Linked DNA regions of Mus musculus: all the other regions are linked to region 4. The links are chromatin contacts, called in public Hi-C and HiChIP or PLAC-seq maps. All regions are on one chromosome and are shown on one strand. The core of a region is the stretch at or near the end of the contact, and the rest is flanking DNA. Distances in the headings are between cores, read along the strand shown. Region 1 holds the start of Wdr5b (WD repeat domain 5B). Region 2 holds the start of Hcls1 (hematopoietic cell specific Lyn substrate 1). Region 3 has its middle 38 kb from the start of Slc15a2. Region 4 has its middle 22 kb from the start of Stfa3.

Region 1 (2,700 bases), core at 71-2,570, 440 kb after region 4:
GCCAGAGACTTCAGCAGTCACTCGACCACACTTTAATTGTCTTGTCATTTTCTAGTGCTGCTGATGCGATGATGTTTTTTGTAGGGTGACAGGCTGCTGAGATCACCACATCTGTGTGACCTTGCAACCTCTGTACAATCTCTTTAGTCTGAAGATTCCAGATGTAAACCATGTTGTCCTCTGAACCAGACACAACCCACTTTCTACCAGTAACCGAGAAACTGGCAAATAGGCAGTATTTCTCATTCTTATGACCAGTGTATGTCTTCAGGCATCTGCCCCTGCTGTAATCCCACAGTTTAAGAGTATTGTCCAAAGTTGCAGTGAGAATGTATTTACCATTTGGAGAAAATTTTACAAAAGACACTGGAGGGTTGCCTTCATCAGCAAGTGTCCTTAAACACTGGCCTGACGCAGCATCCCAAATTCTACAAAGCCCATCATAGCTCCCGGACACTATCAAGGACCCATTACAATTAAAATTTACGGCAGAAATGGGGTCCGAATGTGCAGACAAAGTCTTGAGGCATTTTCCTGTTTTTACTTCCCATATTTTCACACTCTCATCAAAAGAGCCCGAAACGATGAGGTTGGATGGTGGGTTGAAGTCACAACAGAAGACGAAATCGCTGTGCCCCTTCAGTGTTTTCAGACATTTTCCAGATCTCATATCCCATACCTTTAGAGTCTTATCATCTGAGGCTGAAACTAGACGACTAGAATCTGAAGACCAGGCAACATCTGATATTTCCAGACTGTGACCATAGAGTGTTTTCTTACAATTCCCATCGTATGCTCCCCAAATTATAATTAGTGCATCAGCTGCAGAACTCGCTAGCCATTCGCCATTAGGACTAAATTTAACTGATGATATGGCCGCCGAGTGCCCCGCAAGAGTAAGTCTGAGAGCATAGTTGGGTTTCTGCGGCTCTTCCTCGCGCCGGGGGGCAGAGAGAAGTGACTGTGCTCTCTCTGCTGGCAGATGCTCGGTCGCCATAGATCCGGCTCTATAATTTGCGCGGGCTTCCCGCCCTGAAACTTACAGAAGTTAAAACTTGCGGTTGGAAGGCGGATGGTTTTGATTGTAACATGGGCTCCTCTATAAGGTCCGTTCCCAGTCAGCAACGAAGTTTGAACCACTCCCCGTCTTGCTTTCTTCTATAGCATCACGGATCACAGTGATCCTGGGATCCGTACTCGTGTCAGATGCTGTCAAAGGACTAGGCCGATCCGCGGGGGTTCGGGGCTGCACCTTTCCTCTTCCACGCCCTCCGCAGCTCCAAAATGTCTGGGAACCTCAAGCAACAGATGACGTCACACAAAACAGGATTTATGAGAGGCTCAAGTAGAGCCCAGGACGACGCTAGGTACGCATCCTGCCAGGCTGCGCACGCGCCGAAGGAGACATGCATTTTCTTCCGGTTCTCCAGGACAGGAAGTTGACACTGAACCCGGTTTTTTTCCCTGAGAGAGCTGGGTGCAGGAAAGGGCGCAGCAGGCACTTCATGAAGGCTGTGCATATTGAGGGTACCTCTGTCCACACCCACCCCGACTGAGTTTAGCTGCCAAGATTATAATAATAATAGCTGCCTGTGTGTGTACTTTGCGAATGCAATACCTACCCTCAGGGTCAGGAGTCCCATCATCCTGGAAATGGAGTTACAGATGGTTGTGAGCTGCCTGTAGGTGCTGGAAGGTCCTCTGGAGAACTGCCAATGATCTTAACCACTGAACTACATCTGAAGCCTGGACTACGGTGACTTCTGATATAGAGATTATATCATCAATTCAAAAACTTTCCATTTTTATTAACTCACCTAAAGCACATTGAATAACAAATTTTAGGCTTTATTTCAAGTAAATATATATTTTTCTAATGACTAGAAAACCAAAAGGATATAATGGGTACAACCTAGGAGCTAAACCAGGATGGTGATGGACCTTTAGTTCACTACACACACAAGCACGAGGGACAAAAGATGCGCAGACTTGGTACGTTGGTAGGATTAAGACATGACTTGAACTTTGAAGGGTAAAACGCACTTTTTGATGTGTAGGATACCTTGTGTATAAATAGCATTGGGGACTCCCAAAAAGAAAAGGCTGTAAGTAAAACTGTTTGTCGTTACTCATGGTCTAATATTAACAAACTGTCCTAACAAATTACTAGGATCTGCTTAGCTCTCAGGAAGGAGATTTGGTGACAGTGTTCACCAGGAAATAGTAATCCTAAATGGCAGCAAGCAGAGCAGGATCCTGAGCTCCTAAGCAGTAGCATGTCTTCCTTTAAAAAAAAAAAAAAAAAAGATTTATTTATAATATGTAAGTACACTGTAGCTGTCTTCAGACACTACAGAAGAGGGCATCAGATCTTCTTACAGATGGTTGTGAGCCACCATATGGTTGCTGGGATTTGAACTCCGGGTGCTCTCAACCACTGAGCCATCTCACCAGCCCGCATTTCTTCCTTTTACAACAAGCTACCCTTCGCGTAAGGGGACCTCTAGGTTTTGCTTTGTTCACTGAAAAAAAAAAAAATCAAAAATCTGTTTCTCCTTTAAAAAACCATTTAAAAAAAAAAAAAGAAACATGTGCCAGACTTATATGGTCTTCGAAGATTACTCCTATCTGGACTGTTTTAACTGGTTTCCTCAAAGCAGCTTTTGGGAGTAGAAATCCAGTTCCCAAGCCTCTACCCAA
Region 2 (2,700 bases), core at 186-2,685, 460 kb before region 4:
AGCTTCCTGGTACTCATTGCTCTCCCAAAGGAGACACCTTTACCCACTCATCCCCAAGGCTCTGCTTATCTAGGCCCCAAGTCTCCACTTTCTATCCCCATCTGGAAGCCTCCATCATTGCCCACATTTTATAATAACCTCTAGAAGATTAGCCCCGAAGACATCTGAGGAAGATAGGTTAAATAAAGATGTGGGAAGGAGTGGTGAGTTACCGTGGCCAGAGTCACTGTGAGCTATTAAGAACATCTGTGCCTCCCCCAGTTGGTATTAGCTACTAACAGGGGGTAAGACACATAAAGAGAACCTATGACCCACAGCTTAAGGCCTCACTTTGACATGTCCTGGCTCTCAGGCTACTCTACCACAGAAGGAAACTGGAAAGGAGAAGTCAAATACATTTATGAGCAATGAGGAAGCAGTGAGGTCCGATGGTCTCATCTTGCCTGATTCTCCAGGTCTCAGTTCATCTCTCCCATCAGCCCCTCATGCTCATGTTTAAGAGCAAAATAACTTACTATTCTTGTACTGTCGATTACTAATCAGGAAAGCTGCTAACTTAAAGTAGGAGGCTGGAGACAGGCAATGAATGCTGGGCATATCCAATACCTGATGACAGGACTGACTTATGGCATCCATAGGTGAGAGATCCATGGACACTGCAGTAATATGACAGCCCCTGTGAGACCCCTGTCTGTCACATGACACAGAGTCTATACTACTTAGTCAGAGACTAGACTAAGCCATCCATCAATATTAACTTCCTTGGGCAAGTCACTGATTGTTGTGATATTGTTTCCCAATGTTAAATAATTAAGGGGTTAACACAGTAGATCCAAAGCTCCCTCTGTAACACTCTGGGATCCCCACAGACATACAAAGTTACACCAGCTGAAGTCATGTTTGCATTTGACTCCTAAAAGCACTTGGCTCAGCACCAGTGTTCATTGGTGGTTAAATCCTGTCCCCTTACATTTCCCATGGGCATTTGTGTCCCTGTGAGGCCATACAAAGGCACACTTTGTCCTCATCTTCCGTGGGTCGCCTTCAGGTTAGCACACTGGGGCAGCCACCCTTTAGAATGGGCTGTGTAGATCATCAAGGGCATACTAGGGCCCAGGGTCCTAGATATGTGCTCAATCATGCTCCCCGAGTGCAGGCCATTTCCTTGTTCCCATCCTCAGATGTTCATTGTCAACCACTGCACACAGTCCTTAGGGCCATCAAGAGTTCAGCATCTATTAGTAAAGACCTCCCTTAACAAGGACTAAGTGCTATGTAGACTTCTTTTCCATACTTCCCTGTGCTCCCAACCCCTCACAAAACCCCCAGCTCAGAGCACCCACCTTTACTGGTTCCTGGTTACGGCTTTTCACATCTACACCAGGCGCCCCCTCCAGCGGCTGCCACTTCAGGGTAAGTAACAGAGCAGCTGCTCCAGTTCCGTTTTCAGGTTTTCTGTCATTTCCTGCCACACTGTCCTCACAGCTACTTCCTGAAGTTTGAGTCAGTTCCTTATACTTTGAGTACTTAGAAGGGTTAAGTGTTTCTGTGTCTAGTATTTTGCAAAGTTTTTCAGGTCACGGGAAAGTTATAAAAATGACCGTGGAGACACATCCCTTATCAGTTAAGACACAATAAGAATGCTGCAGGACTGCTCTGTGTCCTACGAAGGACAGTTGCATCTAAGTAAAAGAATTCAGAACAAGGCAGGTGTGGTAGTGAACTTCTGTGATCCCAGCACTTAGGGGTACCCTGGGCTACAACATTGTTGTAGAAGCCTGGTCTGAGGAAGGAAAAATGTGTGTGTGTGTAGTCTGCAGCAATCAAAAAAAAAAAAAAAAGGCTTAGTGGAAAAATGATCTGTATGTTAATTTTGAAGGGAAGTCTTAAAAACAATTTCTCCTCCTTGCTTTCTGCAGTACCTGAGACTCACACATAACTCACGAGGAAGGGAGAAGGCAGAACGTGGAGGGAGAAAACTCCCTAGCTTGATGGGAGGCTGTGTGGAGTCTGAGCTCACTTACAGAGTTCTGACTACTGGCCTTCTCTAAGCTGGTGAATTGAACTCTGACATACTCTACACTGTCAACATCTGCAGCCCTCCCCTTCTAGCTTCAAGTCAAGACATGCTCAGGTGACTTGTTGAGCCAATGAAATAGACCCTTTCTGATGTGAAGGCCACTGAGAACTTTGCTATGCTTTTACTGGCTGCCTTTCAAATAACCACCTCCCTGCTTCCACCCTCCATTCCTCACCCACCCCCGTCCCAAGCATGGCTCCTCTGGCAGCCTGGAGCACTGACAGGCAATAAAGATAATGAAAATAAAGTTCCAAGGATCTCTGGTTGAAAAATAATCCTACTAAGAACTTGCTTTTGCATCTGAGCCTGGCTCTCCTTATCCCAGTCATCTGTGGACTCTGACTTGCCTGGCTTACAGAGAATGAACCCACAAGGGTCCCAGGTTGGTGAAACTAGACAGAAGGGAACATTCTGTACCAACAGAAAGCATCTAAAGTCACTTCCCAGGGGATTGATTCTAGACTTGGAGCACTTTATTTGTTCTAATAAGGCTATTTATAGTTGAGGAATATGTAGAAAGGGGTAGCCTTAAATTAGGGCTAGACATTGTACCTCACCACACAGCAATGCACAGAACCATAGAACTTCAGCGATGACACCAAGGAAACCCACTTCCCCCT
Region 3 (2,700 bases), core at 85-2,584, 270 kb before region 4:
GAACTCAGATCCTCATGCTTGCCCACTATACATGCTTGACCACTGAAACATCTCCCAAGCCCCCAGTTTCCTATTGAATAAAGTATACTAATACGTTAGACTCTCCAAAGCGGAACACTCAAGTCAAAATCAGAACACTCAAATCAAAATCAACTTCATAGATCACTTAGTGCTACAAAACTCTATCTTTAAAAATGTTCATGCAACAAACAACAGCAAAAATCATGTGAGCAAAGAGTGTTAGGCCAGACAGGGAATGGTGAATTGCTCCATCTCAAACCTTGGTCCCGGGCTGGCGAGATGACTCAGTGGATAAGAGCACTGACTGCTCTTCCAAAGGTCCTGAGTTCAAATCCAGCAACCACATGGTGGCTCACAACCATCCGTAATGAGATCTGACACCCTCTTTGGTGTGTCTGAAGACAGCTACAGTGTACTTACATATAATAAATAAATAAATCTTTAAAAAAAAAAAAAAAAAACACCTTGGTCCCAGCTGCTTCATAGTGGCTTCTTAGAGAACTCTGTTGAGAGGGACTTTGAGGCTTTGTACAAACTCAGCAGAAAAAAAATAAATAACAAAAGGCCCCATGGAGGACAGGGAAGTGCAGCATCCTCCTTATGTTCAACTTTCTATTTTTAACTTCTACATCCTCCAGCATCATCCAAACAGCTACAATAACTACTTATCATTTCCTCAAAATACTATGCAATACTTGCCACGAACCTCATTGTTTTTCCTGACTTTCATGGTCTACACTGTTCTTTCCTGAACTTCCTTAGTTATTCATCTTCTTTCTGAAGTAGTCTAGCCACCTCTCGTACCACTTTGGAGTGTGTATCAACATCCCTTGATTTATAGATGGCATGTGTGTAAACTATATGTGGTTTGCTTTTCAAGTTGGATAATAAACTTGTTGAGGGCCGTGGAGAAATGTAAAGGCACATGCAGTTTTGTAAGTTGACCAACAAATACTCAGGAGGATTTCTCTTTGGTATAGAAACAAAATGTGTCCATCAGAAGCTACAAAGGTTTCCAGTCTTAGTACATATGCCTATCTTTGTGTGCTTGTAAAAACTGACCCGTGTCAAAGGCTCACCAAGAGCCCAAGGCTGTCTCTGGGGAGTGGAGGCCATTGCTGCTCCTTCAGTTAGCAGGACAGTAACCTGAAACTGTGGCTTCCACCAGAACAGTATCTGAATTTCTAGAATATTCCAGCCCTTGTTTAAAAACACCCTACTTTCAAACTCTGGAGACTGCTCAACCAGCCAGCCTCTTCATATGCCGTTGATTTGGGTCATGTGACATTCTTCTATCGTCCGGACACTCCCTGAATTCCTCTTAGTTCAGCTGCAGCAGAGAACACCACTGGTGCTGCCTTAGGTAAGGGCTATTGTTGTGCAGAAGTGTTCTTATTTCTCTTGAAAGTCTACATTGAACCCATTACATAAACTCCTAGAGCCCGTGAATCACTGACAGTCAACTCAAGAGACCATTTGTTTTGTGTCACCCAAAGTAAACACAGTGAGATGCAAATTGGTTCACTGACCTATGACTTTTTAGTCTATATCTGATTCCAACTATTAGTAATTACTGTTTAATTCATTCAGTACTTCTCCAAAATGTGTACCAAGAAACTAAGAGGGCACTGTGACAAAGTCATAGTACCAGGCACATTTTGAATCTTCAAAAGGAACAAAAGCACTTGGGTATTATATAAACCACTATCTCAAGAGAGGTCACAGTTTTAACACTGAGTAAGGCTATATTCCTATCAGCGACTTTACCATTTCAGAACTGTTGTTTTATTGCTTGCTATGGTTTTAAAAAAAGGAAAGACAAACTTTATGCAGGAGAGAAAACAAAGATGGCGTTGTCTGACCTACTTCTAGAGTTAGAGAATTTGTTCCACACTCAACAAATACATGCATCGCATAGTAACTAACTGTTGTTATTTAAGAACTAAATGAAAATACTATTTTGCCTTTCAGTTTATATGTATTTTTTCCCCACATGGCTATCAAGTTGTTTGAATATACTTACTTAGTTGTTTGGACTTAAGAAAAATAGAATAGTTTAGTAACCCTTTTTAGCCAAGAGCATAAAAATAGGCACTGATAGGTCAGAAGACACGAATAAATTTTGGAAACCATAGTGTAGTCTCACCAGTGATTAAAAGTTTAGATAGATAAAAAGCTTTGTATCAATATGGTAGACATTTGCTTTGGGATGATCCAATGAACTAAAACAGAGAGAACTGGAGGAGTGAGGAGCAATGTGGAAGGAAGGAGGATGAGAAGGTAGGAGGAAGATGGAGCTGTCAGTCTAAGAGACTATCTGGGCAATCGCTGAGATTTAGAATTTATGCTAAACACCTTACCTCTGATAATAGTTCTTAGTCTTGGGGCTTGGACCATCATGTTTGCTGTGGCACCTTCTGGATTTCTTCTGCTCTCATTAGTAAATAGTCATTTCCCAAAGCCCCAAATGTTTCCTCACTACCCTGGCAGTCTAGAGCCTTCTACAGTTAAGGATTATCTGGGTATGCCCATGGGGGTGCTATACTCAATTAGTACCTAGCCTTCCCAGTGCAAAATGCTTAGTAGTAGACCCACCTGTCTACAATCCTTACAGCATCTCCTATGGGAAAAATAAATTGCAATGACCTTGACCTTGAAGCCAGGTCATAAATCATGGGG
Region 4 (2,700 bases), core at 113-2,612:
GTGTGCCTTCCCTGGAGGTGTGAGTCCAGTGGGAAACATGCCCTCTTACCTTGTGCAAGAGCTCAGGTTGAACTCTGGGACAGCAAAAGAGGAAGGAAAAACAAAAGCTCTATCATGAACCTTTGAAACAAGAAGACATGAGGTGTTTACATCGAACCTACATTGCAAACAGGATATGTCACAGGGGAAGCTTTGGGATAAATGGCAGCCCAGAGGACAATAATCCCCGCACTAAGAGGGCTGAAAGGGGATGATGTAAGTTCGAGACCAGTAGGGGCTACAGGGTAAAGCCCTGTCTCAAAAAAATGGACTGGAAAGATAGCTGCTCTTCCCGAAGACCCTCGTTCAGTTCCCAGCATTCACACGGTGGCTCAAAACCATCTGTAACTCCACTTCCAGAGGACCTGACTGCCTCTTCCAGCCTCTATGCCCCCCCCCCCCACATGATTCACAGGCATACATGCAGGCAAATACTCACACACATGAAATAAACATAAATATATTTTAAAATCCACTGTCTTTAGGTGAACAGATTACTGCTGTCCTTCAGATGTCTCCCCCTGGATGTCCAAATTTAAAGTTACCATATGATCCTTGCAATGCCTCTTTCACTAAGCCTTGGATAGAGCTCAGCTCTTCCCACCCTTTGCTGAATTCCAGTATAAAACAAGCACCTGAGAGTACCGTGTGCTAAAGAATCTCACCCTTCCTAACGCTGTGACCCTTTGATACAGTCTGTCATGCTGTGCTGACTCCCAATCACAACATTATTTTCATTGCTACGTCATAACTGCAGTTTTGCCCCTGTTGTAAATTGTAATGTAACTAAATTCCTGTGTTTTCTGATGAGCTGAGGCGACAGGTCAGTGGACCCCCAAAGGTTGAGAGAACCGCCGTGTTAAAGTCCTAGTAAGGAGCTCCTAATTACTGAGTGGCCTGCAAAATGGCTCCCAATAGTGTCCATGTCCTGGCCCGCAAAGCCTGTTATGTTAATGGCCAGTAATGAGGTTGCATGTGGAATTTAGGTTGTTAATCAGACAACCCTGAGATCAGAAGTGTGTCCTAGGTTCTTTGGGTGGGCCCAATGTTATCTCCAGAGTCCTTTCACGTAAAAGAGGGAGGCAGGGAAGCCAAAGCCAGAATTAGAGAGACTTTGAAGGTGAAAGTGGCCATAGAGCAAGGAAAGCGGAAGCCAGGAACGAGGCTGGTTTGCCGGCCTCCAGTCTGCCGGCACTATGATGTAATCAAGCAGATCTCCAGATACGTGAAATGATGCTTCCGGGTCATGTGAGGTCTGGGTCTCAGGGTCTGTGGTAACACACTACAGCAACAACAGGAAACCATGACACTTACCCTTTCAGGGTCTTGGCTTCCTACTGTGTGGGAGGAGGTTCCCCGATCTGACAGTGTATGGTCACAAGTCTTCCTGAGCCATGAAAGATTTGTTCAAACCAAAAGACTGTGGGTTCAAACCACGGCCACTTCTGAAAAACCTCACATGCTGCTGGGAACTGGCAGTCACGAAACTAAACACTGCAAAGGTAAATCAGATAAATCCAAGATGCCAACACAGTTTAAAGGGCCACTGGCAGGCCTCCTTTAGAAGAGATACACACCTACAGAGACATACAATCACCTACCCTCTGAGTGCCAGAGTTAGAGGAATGGACCACATGCTCGTGTGTGTGTGTGTGTGTGTGTGTGTGTGTGTGTGTGTGTGTGTGTGTGTGTGTGTTTAATTCCTAGTCCCCACATCTACATCTTTAAGTGCAGGGAATTTGATGCCCTTTTCTGACCTCCTCAGGCCACCACACATATGCGGTACGCATCATGCACTCAGGTGCACACACACACACACACACACACACACACATTAAATATTTTTTAAAGATTACATATTAAGGCTATGACTATTTTAGAGTGGTAGCACACTTGACTATCAAGTGTTATGCCTTGGCTTAATCTCCAGCATTGTCAATTTTCTTTTTTAAAAATAAATAAAATAAAAGGTATTTCTAGGTGACATGAATCTAAAGGGACTCAGTGTCACCAAATGTGGCTTGTTGTACTAGAAATGCAAATGCAGTCTTAAAAGGGTTTTTTTTTTGAGATTTTATATATTTTATTTTAATTTATGTATAGGGTTTTTTGCCTGTATGTGTGTCTGTGCACTGTGTGTGTATATAGTGCCCTCAGAGACTATAAGAAGGTTATAGATAGCATGTTAGAGAATTAGAGAGTTGTGAGCCGCTATGAGGGTGCTGGGAATTGAACCTGTGTCCTCTGAAAGAGCAGCCAGTGCGCTTAATGGCTGAGCCAACACTCCAGCCCATAAACAGAGTTTTATAAGAAGTTTAGGAAGTGTCGTGAATTCTCTCATGGTTTCAGAAAACTGATTGTGTGGAAGAATGGCTTTGTCCTTAAGAAATGCATGATGAACAGTTTCAGAAAGAGCTGAATAAATACTAAAATATATATCACAGAAATTAATAATTGTTTGATCTACACGGTGGTTCAGTGGTCTTTGTTGCATAGTCTGCCTGGGTGTTTGGAAATTCTACAATAAAAACTAGAGAGAAGGGAATGGAGGAGTGGCTCAGAGGTTAGGAGGTCAGAGGTTAGGAGGTCAGAGGTTAGGAGGTCAGAGGTTAGGAGGTCAGAGGTTAGGAGGTCTATGACTCTTACAGAGGACCAGGGTTT

The links. A called contact is a pair of places that touch in the nucleus more often than the background predicts. HiChIP or PLAC-seq counts read pairs in DNA pulled down with a chosen protein or histone mark.
Region 1: an H3K4me3 HiChIP or PLAC-seq map of bone marrow-derived macrophages shows a contact between it and region 4, with 3 times the contacts expected there. The contact joins the promoter of Wdr5b here to the enhancer-like site in region 4. A contact is called at or near these places in 9 of 39 promoter capture datasets (the 3T3-L1 cell line, the C10 cell line, embryonic stem cells and 3 more), 7 of 484 Hi-C or Micro-C datasets (the N1E-115 cell line, Th1 cells, embryonic stem cells and 1 more), 6 of 115 datasets of contacts at active chromatin or transcription factors (bone marrow-derived macrophages, embryonic forebrain, embryonic stem cells and 2 more) and 2 of 9 other capture datasets (embryonic stem cells and pancreatic islet).
Region 2: a contact with region 4 is called in a Hi-C map of regulatory T cells, with 2.7 times the contacts expected there. The contact joins the promoter of Hcls1 here to the enhancer-like site in region 4. A contact is called at or near these places in 5 of 39 promoter capture datasets (the 3T3-L1 cell line, hippocampal neurons, liver and 2 more), 4 of 484 Hi-C or Micro-C datasets (CD4 T cells, LSK cells, natural killer cells and 1 more), 5 of 115 datasets of contacts at active chromatin or transcription factors (Th17 cells, bone marrow-derived dendritic cells, bone marrow-derived macrophages and 2 more) and 3 of 9 other capture datasets (adipose tissue, embryonic stem cells and liver).
Region 3: a contact with region 4 is called in a Hi-C map of bone marrow-derived macrophages, with 18 read pairs. The contact joins two enhancer-like sites. A contact is called at or near these places in 2 of 484 Hi-C or Micro-C datasets (bone marrow-derived macrophages and group 2 innate lymphoid cells), 2 of 115 datasets of contacts at active chromatin or transcription factors (bone marrow-derived macrophages and regulatory T cells) and 1 of 9 other capture datasets (adipose tissue).

The regions. Positions count from the first base shown.
Region 1 is chr16:36,039,810-36,042,509 of GRCm38.p6, reverse strand. It overlaps Wdr5b (WD repeat domain 5B), which reads right to left and starts at 1,320. Exons shown (of 1, transcript NM_027113.2): 1 at 1-1,320. The coding sequence starts at 997. The coding sequence ends at 11.
Region 2 is chr16:36,933,718-36,936,417 of GRCm38.p6, reverse strand. It overlaps Hcls1 (hematopoietic cell specific Lyn substrate 1), which reads right to left and starts at 1,435. Exons shown (of 14, transcript NM_008225.2): 1 at 1,344-1,435.
Region 3 is chr16:36,745,900-36,748,599 of GRCm38.p6, reverse strand. No RefSeq gene overlaps it. Among named protein-coding and RNA genes, the nearest start is that of Slc15a2, 38 kb to the left of the region's middle. Within about 2 kb of position 1,334, at least 12 of the 459 cell types and tissues checked have an H3K27ac peak or open chromatin away from gene starts, as enhancers often do. A contact at or near this core is called in bone marrow-derived macrophages, where this site is marked.
Region 4 is chr16:36,475,718-36,478,417 of GRCm38.p6, reverse strand. No RefSeq gene overlaps it. Among named protein-coding and RNA genes, the nearest start is that of Stfa3, 22 kb to the right of the region's middle. Within about 2 kb of position 1,362, at least 82 of the 459 cell types and tissues checked have an H3K27ac peak or open chromatin away from gene starts, as enhancers often do. A contact at or near this core is called in Th1 cells, Th17 cells, bone marrow-derived macrophages and 1 more, where this site is marked.